Regions from separate parts of the Macaca mulatta genome. Here region 1 is linked to region 2. A link is a contact called in public Micro-C data. All regions are on one chromosome and are shown on one strand. Each heading gives the region's core, a stretch centred on a gene start, on an enhancer-like site or on the middle of the called end of the contact. The rest is flanking DNA. Distances are from core to core; before and after follow the strand shown. Region 1 has its middle 25 kb from the start of CPHL1. Region 2 holds the start of HPS3 (HPS3 biogenesis of lysosomal organelles complex 2 subunit 1).

Evidence for each region. A called contact is a pair of places that touch in the nucleus more often than the background predicts.
Region 1: a contact with region 2 is called in a Micro-C map of CD4 T cells, with 16 times the contacts expected there. The contact joins the enhancer-like site here to the promoter of HPS3 in region 2. A contact is called at or near these places in 7 of 14 Hi-C or Micro-C datasets (CD4 T cells, blood, fetal cortex germinal zone and 4 more).

What each region holds. Positions count from the first base shown.
Region 1 is chr2:52,270,509-52,278,147 of T2T-MMU8v2.0, forward strand. No RefSeq gene overlaps it. Among named protein-coding and RNA genes, the nearest start is that of CPHL1, 25 kb to the left of the region's middle. Within about 2 kb of position 1,548, at least 2 of the 40 cell types and tissues checked have an H3K27ac peak or open chromatin away from gene starts, as enhancers often do. A contact at or near this core is called in CD4 T cells, where this site is marked.
Region 2 is chr2:52,125,607-52,132,968 of T2T-MMU8v2.0, forward strand. HPS3 (HPS3 biogenesis of lysosomal organelles complex 2 subunit 1) reads left to right here and starts at 4,102. Exons shown (of 15, transcript XR_013413595.1): 1 at 4,102-4,443. HLTF (helicase like transcription factor) reads right to left here and starts at 4,817. Exons shown (of 26, transcript XM_077991557.1): 1 at 4,152-4,817. The coding sequence starts at 4,207.

The DNA of each region.
Region 1 (7,639 bases), core at 298-2,797, 140 kb after region 2:
AGCCATATTTAAATAATCCATACTCATCTCTACATCAAATCAGTAACTTTCTGCAGTGTCTGCATCTGATGACCATTATCGCATGAGATTGTTCAAAGTCTCAAAATTTGTACTTCCTCAAATGAAGGATAACTTTAGTTCATACCAATTTATTTATTCTTCTATGCTTATATTCAACAAATATTTATTGAATATGTGTAATGTGTTAGGTACTATGGCAAGTTAAATTCATAAAAGTGAACAAGACAGTTATCTACCCTTGCAGGGCATATAATCAAGGATGGACGCCATAATTAATAAGATACTATAGTGTGTAAAGTTCTATAGTAGGGAAGAGCTCAGTGTTTGGGAGCTGGTTAATTTAATCTTGGGTATGGAAATCTTTTCTGAAGGCAGTAACACCTCAGTTGATATTTGAAGGATGAGAAGTTTGCTGGGGTGTACCTGTAGAGAAGATTACAGGCAGCAATTAAGACAAAAGGAATTTGGACTTTATCGTCAGAACATTCAGCAGTCTTGCCATTATGCAACTGAGTTCCTTGCAAGTTTGAGAAGGGCAAAAAGCTCTTCCAAAGTTGGTTTAAAAAGTTATTTCCCAGCCGGGCGCGGTGGCTCACACCTTTAATCCCAGCCCCTTGGGAGGCCAAGACGGAAGGATGGCAAGGTCAGGAATTCAAGACCAGCCTGGCCAATATGGTGAAACCCCGCCTCTACTAAAAGTACAAAAAAAATTGGCTGTGCGTGGTGACATGCGTCTGTATAGGCTGAGGCAGGAAAATTGCTTGAACCCGAGAGGCGGAGCTTGCAGTGAACCGAGATCAAGCCACTGCACACCAGCCTGGGTGATAGAGCGAGACTCTATCTCAAAAACAAAAAAGTTATCTCCCAAGGAATGTAATTTGTAGTCATGAGACTATGTGTGTTTGCCATAGGAAACTGCAATTGTTAAAATATTTATTGTGGAGAGCTGTTTGTTCACCTAAAATTTAAACTTTGATTGTCATAGGAAGTTAAATTTGCTCATTAACTTCATAATCAATCTAGTGCTTCACTTTGTTGATCTTGTTTTAACGAACCAAATCAGAATTTTCAAAACTCTATATTCCCTTGCAAGTTGGAAACATATCGGTAAAACTTCCTCCTTGCAAGAATTAATAAACTCATGATTCTAACTGATTCACCTTAAAACAAACATAAACACAAAAAGGTGGCAGTAATTTTGAATGAAGGCTGAAGTGAAGTTCATTGGGTTTGACTACCATCTAGTGACCAACCTGCATTATTGGTTGAACTGAGGGTTGGAGTTGAGATCGCCATCTAGTGCTCAGAGTCCAAGATGGCGAGTTTCCACTCTTGACTGGAAAACCAAGGTTACGGCAGGAAAATGGAGTGCCTTGGATGGTAAAATTCCTCTAGGAGAGCAGAGGATAGCCTACACATTCTGGTTTACTCTTTTACGGCAATGAGATTTTTCAACAAAGTTACCTCTTTTACAAGTCAGAATTGGTCCAATAAGTCCCGAAGCTACGTCTCTTGCAGTATCTATATGGGAGTGGTAAATCCTTGTCACACAATTACTGTCATTGGGGCCCGGCCCCTGATGTTCTTCTACATACCACTTGTAGGTATATTGTTTCCCTGGCTCCAGATAGCCATCTTCCTTTTCCTGGCCTGTTGTATTATCAGGATAGATGGCACCTGGAAAACATATTCTGCACTGTGGTTACAGTAAATATTGGATAACACTATTTTGAATGTGACTCGGGCTTCCTCCATTAAGCTATTTTGCATTTCTCAAAAAGTATGCATTTCTCCCCACCATTTCCCATATTCCTACCTCCCTAAATCCCTTTTAGTTGGCTTCTACCTGAATGCTCAGCTTGGCTGCAGTTTTTGGACTAAATTAGAACGAGGCAGGCAGTATATTAATAGACTATCATTACCTTTACTGATAGATACAACAAATATTTATTTTGCACCTCCCATGTGCCTAGATCTCAGATGCAGAGGTAACCTCTGGACTCCCGAGTTGCCCTCCATATTTTCTTCATTGCCAGTCAGACTTGGGACCCAGGGCATCCAAGGGTGTCCCTGTTACTTCCAAGTAGCCCACTGCAATCTGAAGGTGGCCCATGCCACTACTCTGAACTATTACCTCAGTTCTGACTTTGGACCCTTCTCGCCTTTCTTTCTTCTTCTCTGGCTAAAAGGTTGCCTCAGATCCTTACCCCTCATGACTTGGATCCTGCTAACTATGAATAAAATTCCTTTAGTCAATAAAAAACTTTGAAACATGAGCAGCCTCTGATTCTCTGTTCTTCTTTTGGGACCCTCCTGTTCCACACTATCATGAAGAAATTATGACTGACTGACTTTTGTACTTTTTTCCTACCCAGCAGCCCATCTGGAACTGGCTCCAGTCATGGTCTGGTTTCCTGAGTCTGTTTCAGTCCAGAGGATTAATTCAAGGCCTGTTTCTAGTTCTTCTTCATGCTTCCCTGAGGGAGTCATCAAACCTCAGTCTAAGTTTCGAAAGTTGATTAAAAAATAAACAAATAAAGCAAACTCTTGTTAACATTTTTCACTTTATATGTCTATAATATAGACTATTTTTCTTTTATTTTTTTCATAGAATATATTTAAAGGGCAATAATCATTGCAAGATGGTCATGTAACATGGCAAAATATTAATGACAGATGAATGGAATGGCATATGGGATTTCCACTGCCCTGTATTATCATAGAGCCTCTGTTGGAAAGAGCACATATTCTATAGGTGGTACTCTTATCAACTTGGCCCAAAGTTCCAGTTTTCTAAAGAGTTATGACAGGCCTTTTAAAAACCGTATTTCAAACACTGGGAAAAAATATCTGTGTTCTACTAAAGACAAGTCCAAACTCTCTTTTCCTAGCTTTCCTTGTTGTCTTCCAAAAACTCACAAAATCCTATTTGTTGACTTTCTCTTCCCTTCCTTTTTTTCAAAATCATGATGTATCTGTGACTATAGTTGTGTAGGAGAGAAGATTCTGTCTGGAGAGTAGTGATTTCTCTTGACACTGATATCTTCCCAGAGGGTGATCCTCATCTACTAGGAAATGGAAATGAGGTGGGGGCAGAACAGGATTTCTGCCAAGCTAACATTTAGCTGTGTTTCCTACAAAACAAAACAAAACAAAATGCCTTTTTTTTTCTTTTCTGGTGATGAAGGGAAAAGTGTTTTATTTCCTAGGAATTGCATAAGGGCTGTCACTCAAGATGAGAAACTGAAAAAGGACTGTCTTGGGGATAAACATTAAATATATGAGAAGTAGAGTCTGCATCCACTCTAAACTCCATGTAGCTCATAATGCTGATCACCTGGCTTTTTCTAATGCAATGTGCTCATACGCTCCATAAGCAAAACTCAGGAATGTCAGGAAAGAGGATCCGCTTACCTTCATTTTCTTTGGAGTAGGTGAGTCCATGAGGATGATAACTATAAGCTCTTGAAGCATTATTTTTTACATGTACATAAATGAAGTCTCCAGTCTCTGCCTTAATCATTGGGCCTAAAAATCCCAACCAGGATGGTTTTTCAATGATCCTTTGAAATGTATTATCAGTATATTGAAAATACAACGCCTTTTTATAAACAAAGCTCTTCCTTGCTTGACTTCCTTGTAGAAATTCTCTACAAACAAACAAGAGAGAACTTTAACAAATGTTGATTTTTGTTAAATAAGCAAATAAGAAACGAAGGTTAAATAAGCTAAAATGAGAAGTCAGAAGCTCTACAGCCTAATTTTGGCAGATAAAACCCAGAGGCTGGAGAAAATGTGAAGGGAGTCAAAAACAGTTGTAATTGGTGAGAAGAATGTTGAAATACTGAATGAAGATATCAAATACAAATGTAGTAAGTAAAACATGTGGCATTTTGGTTTAAAAGACATACCAAATTCTTTAAACCGAACTGCGTCTAAGTTTCTAACCCCACTTTAAGGTTACTTTAGCATTTAAATAGTCGATCAATTTCCATGATTTAGGACTGTTTACACATTTAAATGGATTTGTGGATTTGTTGGTAGCATTAAGGTGTTTTCCTCTTAAACCGTGGTAAATCAGAACCCCACTCATGTCCTCTATATTTCCCTCTCTCAATTATCTGAAGAGAAAAATCGAGAAAACAGCTACACACATATCAAAAGGAAAGTGTTGTTTTATACCTTATCAAACAAAATTAATGATAAACAGAATTAGCTATGATCTGCGAAATAACGTGTCAGGAGGACAAGAGCGGCGATCATCCCAGGAAAGAGCAATTTTGGATTTACTACCTCTTTTCCATACCATGTTTAAGCTAAACAAACAACGTGGTTCTAATGGCATATGTGCCCTGCAAGTATCAGTCACGAGAAAGTCTTCATCAGCATTTCATCAATGATCAACAATTACCAACTTTTGCTTCAGATAGTAACTTTTTAAATGCAAAGGATTACTTACAAGTCTTCAGAAAAGGGCTTTCCATTGAGCATGTTTTTACCAGAAGGAGCATAGTTCCAAATGCTTTCTTCAATGCCTATGTAGTAGTGCCTATCTATTGCCCAGCCTGGAGAACTAATAAACAGAAAGATCAATGGTAAAAGCGCCTTCATTTTCAAATTCTGAGTCTGGAGAAGCTAACTGAGTAGGGCTTGCCCACCTTTTATAATCCAGGCTTTCTTCTTTCACTTGTGTCTATTTACATACATTATGTATTCATTAGCATATATGTCATTTGCATTCCAAGTGGTTTTGGAATTCATTGTCAGGTGAGGTGAAATGTTGCACAACACACTGGATCGGTAGGTTGCCCATCATCCACTGTCCCTTGATAATGATTATCTGTTCCTAAATTATAGGAATATTCTCCTGTCTAGTCTCCAGTCTCCACTTTCTTACTATTTAGTCCATTCCACATATCATTCCCAGAAAATTATTGAAATGCTACCTTTATCAAGTTTTACTACTAGATGATAATTGAAAATTTCTTGTCATTTAAGACTTTCATTAAGTTATTCTCAAATTTCTTAGCATTTAAGACTATCCATATAATCTAGGCCCCAATCTGGTATCTCTGATATTCCAGATTTGTCCCCAGAATTCACTTATATGATCCCTTCCCTTTGGGGAGTTTTCTTACTAGGAACACAGTGTGAGGTGGGACAGAATGCAGAAAACCTGGAATCAGACAGCCTGGGTTTGACTCTTAACTCTGTCAGTTATCAGCAATGCGTAATTATGTAACTTCATTTCCTCGTTTACAAATTGATAGTATTACCTACCCAGTTAGGAAGTTGTGTAAATTCAATAACAGCCATCTTATAGAGGAGCTTGCGGGCACACAAGGAAGCTGATGCATAGGCAACATTTAACAAGTGTTCTTTACAGTACTTCCTTTTCCTTCTTGTTATAATGTGTTGTCTGAATTTTTCCCATCTTATTTGTACCCATTTCCCAACCTGATTTTGCCTCCCTCCGCCTCCCTTTTTCTCAGCTAATTCAAACTTTTTTTTTTTTTTTTTTTTTTTTTTTTGAGACGGAGTCTTGCTCTGTCGCCCAGGCTGGAGTGCAGTGGCCGGATCTCAACTCACTGCAAGCTCCGCCTCCCGAGTTTACGCCATTCTCCTGCCTCAGCCTCCCGAGTAGCTGCAACTACAGGCGCCCGCCACTACGCCCGGCTAGTTTTTTGTATTTTTTTTTAGTAGAGACGGGGTTTCACCGTGTTAGCCAGGATGGTCTCGATATCCTGACCTCGTGATCTGCCCGTCTCGGCCTCCCAAAGTGCTGGGATTACAGGCTTGAGCCACCGTGCCCGGCCCCAAATTTTTATCATTCTTCAAGGCTCAACTGAAACTTCACCTTCTCAGTGAAGACTTCCCTGACCATTTCAGCTTACAAACATGCCCCTCTCTGAATTCACCAGCTGTAACACAGACTGTCAACCAACCACATCCTGCTTCAGACTGTTGCTTACATTTCCATGTGGTATTTACTTTACTCCAGGAGGTTATAACTCCTATAGATTAGGAAGCATTTATTCTTTTTATTTCCTGGTGCTACCAAGAAATGTTAAATTTAAGTGTCAAATTATTGAACAAACAGAGTGCCTTGACTGAGAATACAGTAAGTAAGGAAAGGAGAAGGAGTGTTTATAAGCCATTGATATGATCTGGGTATTATCATGTATTGTAATATCTATTACTATTAGGTATTGTTTGAGATTTTAGAATTGGAAAGCCACAGTGTGTTTCAAAAGTTAGACTCTGATTTAGGTTTAGAAACCCATGGTTAGAAATATTAAAACAACACAATCATATGATATATGAGTAAGACCTACTATTTGATAACACAACAGGGTGACTATAGTCAATAATAGCAACTATACATAAAATAACATAAAGAATGTAATTGGATTGTTTGAAACTCAGTGGATAAATACTTGAGGGGATGGATACCCCATTGTTCATGATACTCTTATTTCACATTGCGTGCCTGTATCAAAACATCTCATGTACCCCATAAATATATACACGTACTATATATCCATTAAAATTTTTTAAAAATATAAAGAATATGGTGTGTATAATTCTGTAGCTTGCTTTTATTCCTCAACTATATGTCTTAGATGTCTTTTATGTCAATACCTAGAAGTCTAGTTCTTTCATTTTAACTGCAGCATAGCTTTTCCTGTTTTGGATATACTATTAATATATAAATATACTATACTTTATTTTTTTCTTTTCTTTTTTTTTTTTCGAGACAAAGTTTCACTTTGTCACCCAGGCTGGAGTGCAGTGGTCCAATCTCAGCTCACTGCAACCTCTGCCTCCTGGGTTCCAGCGATTCTTGTGCCTCAGACTCCGAGTAGCTGGGATTACAGGTGTGTGCAACCACACCAGGCTAATTTTTGTGTTTTTAGTAGAGACGGAGTTTCACCATGTTGGCCAGGCTGGTCTCAAACTCCTTGCTTCAAGTGATCTGCCTGCCTAGGCCTTCCAAAGTGGCAGGATTACTGGCATGAGCCACGACACCTGGCCTATTTTTCAAAACACACAAAATCAAAGTATATTTTTCCCATGTGTACATATAGATATCTATACATATTTAAGAAAATGCCACATATTCCAAATATCGATACGCCAAAAAGTGTTGGAGTTTTGGATGAAGAGATCAAATATAAAATGTAGCAAGTAATACATGTGGCATTTTGTTTTAAAAGACATACCAAATTGTTTGGGCTGAACCATCTATATGTTTCTAGCCTCACTTCAAGGTTACTTTAGCTCTCAAGGAGTAGATCATGTTCCATGATTTAGGATTGTTTATACATTTAATTCCCTGAGTCACCAAGTGCTTTGGCAGATTTAAAGTCACCAGCAGATCTTGGAAGGAATTCAGAAAAGCTGGGTCTCCTTGAGGGACCTTAGCATTGGGAGAAACCACCCACAGGAGAACCAAGAGAAGAGATTTCACATTCCACACCTGTTGGGAAACAGTTGAAAGGGCTGGCAAGAAAAGCCCAGTCAAGCACAACGTGTCACAAGAGAAAAGGATTATACATGGGTTCTCTGCCTCAAGGAAGAAACTCAACTGGATTTGAATAGTTGGAAGCTATAGGCC
Region 2 (7,362 bases), core at 2,852-5,351:
GGAGGCTGAGGCAGGAGAATCGCTTGAACCCGGGAAGTGGAGGCTGCAGTGAGCCGAGATCGTGCCATTGCACTCCAGCCTGGGGCACAAGACAGACTTCGTCTCAAAAAAAAAAAAAAAAAAATACAGGAAAAGATGGGTCAGTGACATTCCAGGGCTTTTGGCCTAAGTGACTGGTGCTAGTTACCTAGTTAGGGAAGAGGTGGATGCAGGGCACGAAGGAATCAGAAGTTTAGTTTTGGACATCTGAAGTCTGAAAATGACTGTTAGGCAATAAAGATGTTAAATTGGTGACATAGTTTGGATCTGTGCCCCCACCTAAATCTCATGTTGAATTGCAATCTCTAACGTTAGAGGTGGGGTCCGGTGGGAGGTGATTGGACCACGGGGGTGGATTTCTCATGCATGGTTTAATACCCTCCCCTTGGTACTGTCCTCATGATAGGGAGTGATTTCCTGAGAGATCTGGCTGTTTAAAAGTGTGTGGCACCTCTCTCCTTTCTTTTTTCTGCTTTGGCCATGTGATATGCCTGCTCCCCCTTCACCTTCTGCCATGATTCTAAGTTTCTTGAGACTTCCCCAAAAGCTAAGCAGATGCCAGCAACATGCTTCCTACACAGCCTGCAAAACCGTGAGCCAATTAAACTTATTTTCTTTATAAATTACCCAGTCTCAGGTGTTTCTTTATAGCAATGTGAGACTAGCCTAACACGATTGGATATTCAAGGTAAGAGCTCAAGGAAGCTGAGAGCTGGAGATTTAAATCCAGGGGTTCTTAATATTTAGATAATTTTTTAAGTGATGGGATTGGTAGATTTCACTGAAAGAGTGAGTATAGATGGAGAGAACATGTTCATCTAATTTTAGAGTTTAGAGAAAGGAGGGATAGGATCTAGTAAAGTAGACAGAGGAGGAAAATCTGAAGTGGACTGTCAGAAGCCCAGTGAAGAGAATGATTTAAGAAGACAGAGTAATACAATGGTGCTGACGGGTCAAGATGCAAGCACTAGTTTTGGCAATGTGGTGGATCTTAAAGGCAAGGATACCCTCTAAATGCAGCAAGCCAGGAAATCTACAGAAGTGGCCTGCCTGTACCACTTTGGCAAAGAAAACTAGGGAAGAGAGGGGAGAGAAGAGGAGGCTAGGGAAGAAGAAGGAAGGCCAGTGGAGCTGTTGTTTGCACCTCCTTACACCCCACCAACTGCTCTATCTGAAGGCTAAGGGCTGGACACCTCAATGCTGGCACTTGATTTCCCCAAGTGCCTTGGGCTTCTCTGACTGTCGTGATTGTGGTGTTTAGAGATGCAGAAACCACTTCATCCATTGCTCTGAGAGAGTCATGTTCTATTCTTCCGGAAGCATGCTTACAACACCAATCTAATTTTTAAAAAGTCTTTCAGAGGCCCCTTTTTTAAGAAGCAAAAATAATGGAGCCACCTATGCAAAGGGTGGTCAGCTACCTTTTGGGAATTCCTATACACTTTCCTTGTTCGATTTTTGTGACTTTTCCAGAAAGAACTTTGAGGAAATATAGAAATAAATGAGAAGTAAATGGCGTTTTGTGAGTGACTTTCTCAACACGTCTTCTAAGATCAATGCAGATATCCCGAGGCACCTCACAGATGCGATAGGGAATCAGTGCTCCAGAGATCCAGAATCTTTCTTTTCTAGGCTGGTTGAGTAGAGCTCTTTGTCCATGTTGTTGCAGAACCATTTTTGTAGCCATCCCCAGCAGTGCTGTCACCCAGAAGAAACTGGGGGGAGCTTTTTACCCATATAGTATCCTAAATCTCCCCGGCAAATACAGCTTGAAGAAGTTCTAGGGCCAGGTGCAGTGGCTCATGCCTGTAATCCTAGCACTTTGGGAGGCTGAGGCAAGAGTATCGCTTGAGTCCAGGAGTTCAAGATCAGCGTGGGTAATATAGTAAGACCCTATCTCTTCAAAAAAATTTAAAAACTAGCCAGGCATGGTAGTATGTGCCTATAGTCCCCGCTAATCTGCAGGCTGAGATGGAAGGATTGCTTGAACCCAGGTGGTCAAGGCTACAGTGAGTCAAGATCACACCACTGCACTCCAGTCTGGGTGACAGGCGAAACCCCATCTCTTTAAAAAAAGAGAGAGGAAGGAAGGAAGGAAGGAGGGAGGGAGGGATGTTCTCAAGACAACCTTTTTCAACAGAGTGCTACCCTAAGTGCATGTGCTATGGGCTAAATTTTGTCTTGCCCCCAAATTCATATGTTGAAGCTGTAACCTCCAATACCTCAGAATGTGACTGTATATAGCGATAGGGCCTTTAAGAAAGAAGACTAAATAAGATCATAAGGGTAGGTCCTAATCTAATATGGCTGGTGTCTTTATAAGACGAGGGAGAGACACCAGGGATGCAGGCACATGGAGGAAAGACCATATGAGCACATAATAAAAAGGTAGTCATCTTCAAGCCAAGGAGAGGGGCTTCAGGAGAAACCAGACCTGCTGACATCTTGGACTTCTAGCCTCCAGACCTGTGAAAATGAAATGTCTATTGTGTAAGCCACCCAGTCTGTGGTATTTTGTTATGGCAGCCCTTGCAAACAAAATACAACCTCCCATAAGGAATTGATGGTGTGCCATTGCTGCCCCTGCATTTGTAACGGGAATGCAAGTGGGCAGCTCCTGCTCACAGCTCCTGACAAATGTGGAAACCAGACACATGCCCCAACTTCCCTTGAGTAGCATGTCTCTTCCCAAAGAATTTTAGATGAGTCAGGTGCAGTGACTATACTAAGGAAGAAGACACTATCTCTAGGAAGGACTGGGGTTCCAGGCTTTGAGCAAATCTCACTTCTTTATCCAAAATAGATATTCTTTTTATGCAGGTGAGATTACATTAAAGTCAATATCAGTCTTCATTAGGAGGAAATTGAATTAGGAGAATTAAGTCTTGAAGGAGAAAATTAAGCCAAAAAGAATAATATGGCAGATATTTGTAGAAACGAACCTTTTTTACTATTGATTGTGATATTTGCTCTCAAGTGTTGTATCTAGAACAAATAACTGGTGGACTATTAGTCTGGTTGTTTTCCACAGAAGCTTTCTGTGATTTTTTGCAGCCTTAGTTCCTGACCTGAGCTACCTCCATGTCTACTTCTCTGCCTCACTGAGTTTGAAGAATCTGTTGTCTCCCATTACTTAGAGATACTTTATTCATCTGAAGGGCCTAGGAAAGGGAGGCAAGTTTAACTGCAATCCAATTGCATCTAATTTACAAATCCTTGAAATAAAGGGCTCAAGAGGGTGATTGAACTGGAAACTGACTAAAGAAAATTTTGCACTTTCATTTATGTCCCTGTGTGCCTAAACAAAACAGCATCCCTCAATCCATGCTAACACATACATTTTCTAGGTGAATTGGAAAAAGTTATACTACTTGTTTCATCTAAATCTGTTTTAAAAAAAGGGAAAGCGTTGCGATCGTTAACTCCACGCTGAGATGTCAGGAATGGATCATTTACTACATAGTTTTAGGAGCACTGGACTGAAAGCCAGGGAATTTCCCTCCTAGTTCTTCTATCCTCTGGGGTTCAAACTAGTCTTTTGTCAAATGCCTACAAGATGAAATCCATGAATTCTTTCATTAAACAAATATCTTTTTGCCAAGCACGTTCAAGGCGTTGCTCTTTCCTGCTAAACTATTCTAGAATTTCCACTATTTTTTAGCAACTCTTCAGAGTGTTTAGCCCCGAGTTGCACCCCATTTCAGTTTTTGCAACCCCATCCTCCAGAAGCTCTGGGGCTACTGAAGAGGCATGAATAACGCTCCTGAAAGTAAGTACAAAATGTTACAAGATAGATGATGAATTGTCAGAACGTATTCAAAAATCAAAACATCTCGCCTGGCCCGAAGCAGTAAAAGACGAAAGGCAGGACCCAGCGGTCCCCGCACCCACCAGCCACTGAGCGTAGAGCGGTGGCGCGCTCTGGGCGGCGGAGTACGAGGCGTGGAGACCGAAAGCACCGCAACGCCTGAGCGCGGGCCAGATGGGCGTGACCGCTTTCCCGAAGCCCGCCACGCCCAGCGGCTGCCCCTTTAAGTAGCTTAGCCGCGGGCGGGGCCGGCTGGCGTTCACGTGACTCGGCGTCGCCGGCTCGCTCACGGAAGTGGTCTTACCTTCGCGTTCGGCTGGGGGTCTCCGGGCGCCCTGCGGGGCGGGCAGGCTGGGCCATCCAGCAGCCGGAGGTCGGGATGGTGCAGCTGTACAACCTTCACCCGTTCGGGTCACAGCAGGTGGTGCCCTGCAAGCTGGAGCCGGAGCGGTTCTGCGGCGGGGGGCGTGACGCGCTTTTCGTGGCGGCGGGCTGCAAGGTGGAGGCTTTCGCGGTGGCGGGCCAGGAGCTGTGCCAGCCGCGGTGCGCCTTCTCCACGCTGGGCCGGGTGCTGCGCCTGGCCTACAGTGAGGCGGGTGAGTAATCCGGAGAGCCAGAGGCCGCCTGGGGCCCGGCTTGGGGCCTCCTAGCTAGCGGACCGAGCGTCCGTGCTGCAGCTCTAGCTGGGGATGGGACTTCTTGCTTTCCGGAACTTGCCGGATGGTCTCCCTGGGTCTGGCATCTGATTGCTTGAAGTCGCATTGAGCTATGCGGTTGTCGCGGCAAGCATAGGTATGAGCTTGCTTCTGTCGGGGCGGAGACGCTGATATCTCCTCTTCGTTTTGGGTCTCCGCAGAAAGGCCTCTGGCTGGATTCCACTCATTTCGGATACTTAAGCAAACAACAACAAAAGACTCTTTAGTGCAAAGATTTCAAAGACTTACCAAAAAAAAAAAAAAAAAAAAAAGTAGGAGTAAGGAGACTGGTACTGTATCCTGAACCTCCAAGTACTCCCAGCTTTAACAATTACTCCAACTCACGGCCAGTCCTTTCACATCAGTACCTCCATCCACTTCCGGTCGATTTTTGAAAGCTCACGTTATGTGTTGATTTTTAAATCTGTGTTAATAGAACTCAAGTCTTAGATTGCGCCCCTTCTCTTCTCTTAACCAGCTGTGGCCGGGCGCAGTGGCTCACGCCTGTAATCCCAGCACTTTGGGAGGCCGAGGCGGGCGGATCACGAGGTCAGGAGTTCGGCCAGCCTGGCCAATTTAGTGAAACCCCGTCTTTACTGAAAATACAAAAATTAGCCGGGCGTGGTGGCGGGAGCCTGTAGTTTCAGCTACTGGGGAGGCTGAGGCAGGAGAATCGCTAGAACCGGGGAGGCGGAGGTTGCAGTGAGCGGAGATTGCGCCCTTAGACTCCAGTGTAGGCGACAGAGCGAGACTCCGTCTCAAACAAACAAAAACAAAACAGTTGTAAGAGCAGCCATTACTCTTTCCCACCAGAAATGTAAAGGAATGCCAAGGAAATACTGTGTGGGTGAATCCTATTTTAGAAAAATCCAACATTTAAAACTAGATCCCTTTTAGGTCACAGAAGAATTTACCATAGAATTCCTTTAATACACTTACCTTCGATTCATACTTTACAAGATGGGTGTAAAGTTCGATATTTACGGTGCAAAAGCTGGTGGCTGTGGTATTAATGAAGCGGAGAGCTTGAACCTGGAAGATTGGAGATGTCTCTAATCCCTACCCTGCAGCTGGTTCGGTGTGAGTTTATAGAAACCGTGGGGTCTGAATTTATGTTAAAAAAAAAAAAAGTCGAATTAATAGATTAGTGATATCCAGACACTGAGATTTTGTGTTAGTGATATCCAGACACTGGGATTTTGTGGCTCAATTAAAAACTGTGGGGTTACCATACATAGCATCTGACTGCTTATTTTGTCAAGACATACAGGCATACCTTATTTTTTTTGCATTTCACTTTGTTGTACTTTGCAGATCCTGCGTTTTCTTTTTGGTGGTTGTTTGTTTGTTTTTTGTTTTTTTACCAATTGAAAGTTTGTGGCAACCCTGTGTGGAGCAAATCTGCCAGTTCCATTTTTCACACTGCATGTGCTTGCTACATGTCTCTGAGTCACATTTTGGTAATTCTTGGCAGTATTTCAAACTTTATCATTATTATTATATCTGTTATGGTGATCAGCGATCTTTGATGTTACTATTGTAATAGTTTTGGGGTGCCATGAACCGTGCCCATATGAGATGGTGAACTTAATTGACATGTGTTATGTGTGTTCTGATTACTGCTCTGATAGTCTCTGCCTCCTCAGGCTGCCCTATTCCCTGAACAACAATATTGAAATCAGGCCAATTAATAACCCTACAATGTCTTCTAAGTGTTCAAGTGACACTTGGATGTCTCTCACTTTAAATTAAAAGCTAGAATGATTAAGCTTAGTGAGGAAGGCAGGCATGTCAGAAGCTGAGATAGGCTGCACGGTAGGCCTCTTGCACCAAACACTTAGCCAAGTTGTGACTGTAAAGCAAAAGTTCTTGAAATTAAATGTGTTACTCTAGTGAACACAAATGATTAGAAAGCCTTATTGCTGTTGGGAAAAAAACTTTGAGTGCTCTAGATAGAAGATCAAGCCAGCCAAAATACTCCCTTAAGCCCAGGCTTAATACAGAGCAAGGCCCTCTGTTCAATTCTGTGAAGGCTGAGAGAGGTGAGAAGCTGCAGAAGAAAAGTTTAAAGCTAGCAGAGTTCAGCTCATGAGGTTTAAGGGAAGAAGCTGTCTCCATAATACAAAAGTGCAAAGTGAAGCAGCAAGTGATGATGTAGAATCTGCAGCAAGTTATCCAGAAGTCTAGAAGATCCAGCTAAGATGATTTTATGGAGGCAGCTGTTCTAAACAACAGATTTTCAATGTAGACAAAACAGTCTTAAATTGGAAGACTATGCCATCTAGGAGTTTCTTGGCTAGAGAGGAGAAGATAATGCCTGGCTTCGAAGAACAGGCTGACTCTTGTTAGGGGGTGATGCAGCTGGTGACTAAATTGAGGCCAGTGCTCATTTACCATTCTGAAAATCATAGAGCCCTTTTAAAAATTATGTTAAATCTACTCTTCCCGTGCTTTAGAAATGAAACAAGCCTGGGTAACAGCACAGCTGTTACAGCATTGTTTAAGCCCACTGTTTTGATCTGCTCAGAAACCAGTATTCTTTTCGAAAGATTACTGCACATTGACAATGCACCTAGTCCTTCAAGACCTCTGACGGAGATGTAGAAGGAGATTGGTGTTGTTTTCATGCCTGCTAATACAGCATCCATTCTGCAGCCCATGGATTAAGTAGTAATTTTAACTTTCAAGTCTCATTAAAGAAACACATTTGGTAAGGCTATAACTGCCACAGATAGTGATTCTTCTGATGGATCTGGGCAAAATAAATTGAAAACCGTCTGGAAAGAATTCACCCATTCTAGACATCATTAGAAACATTCA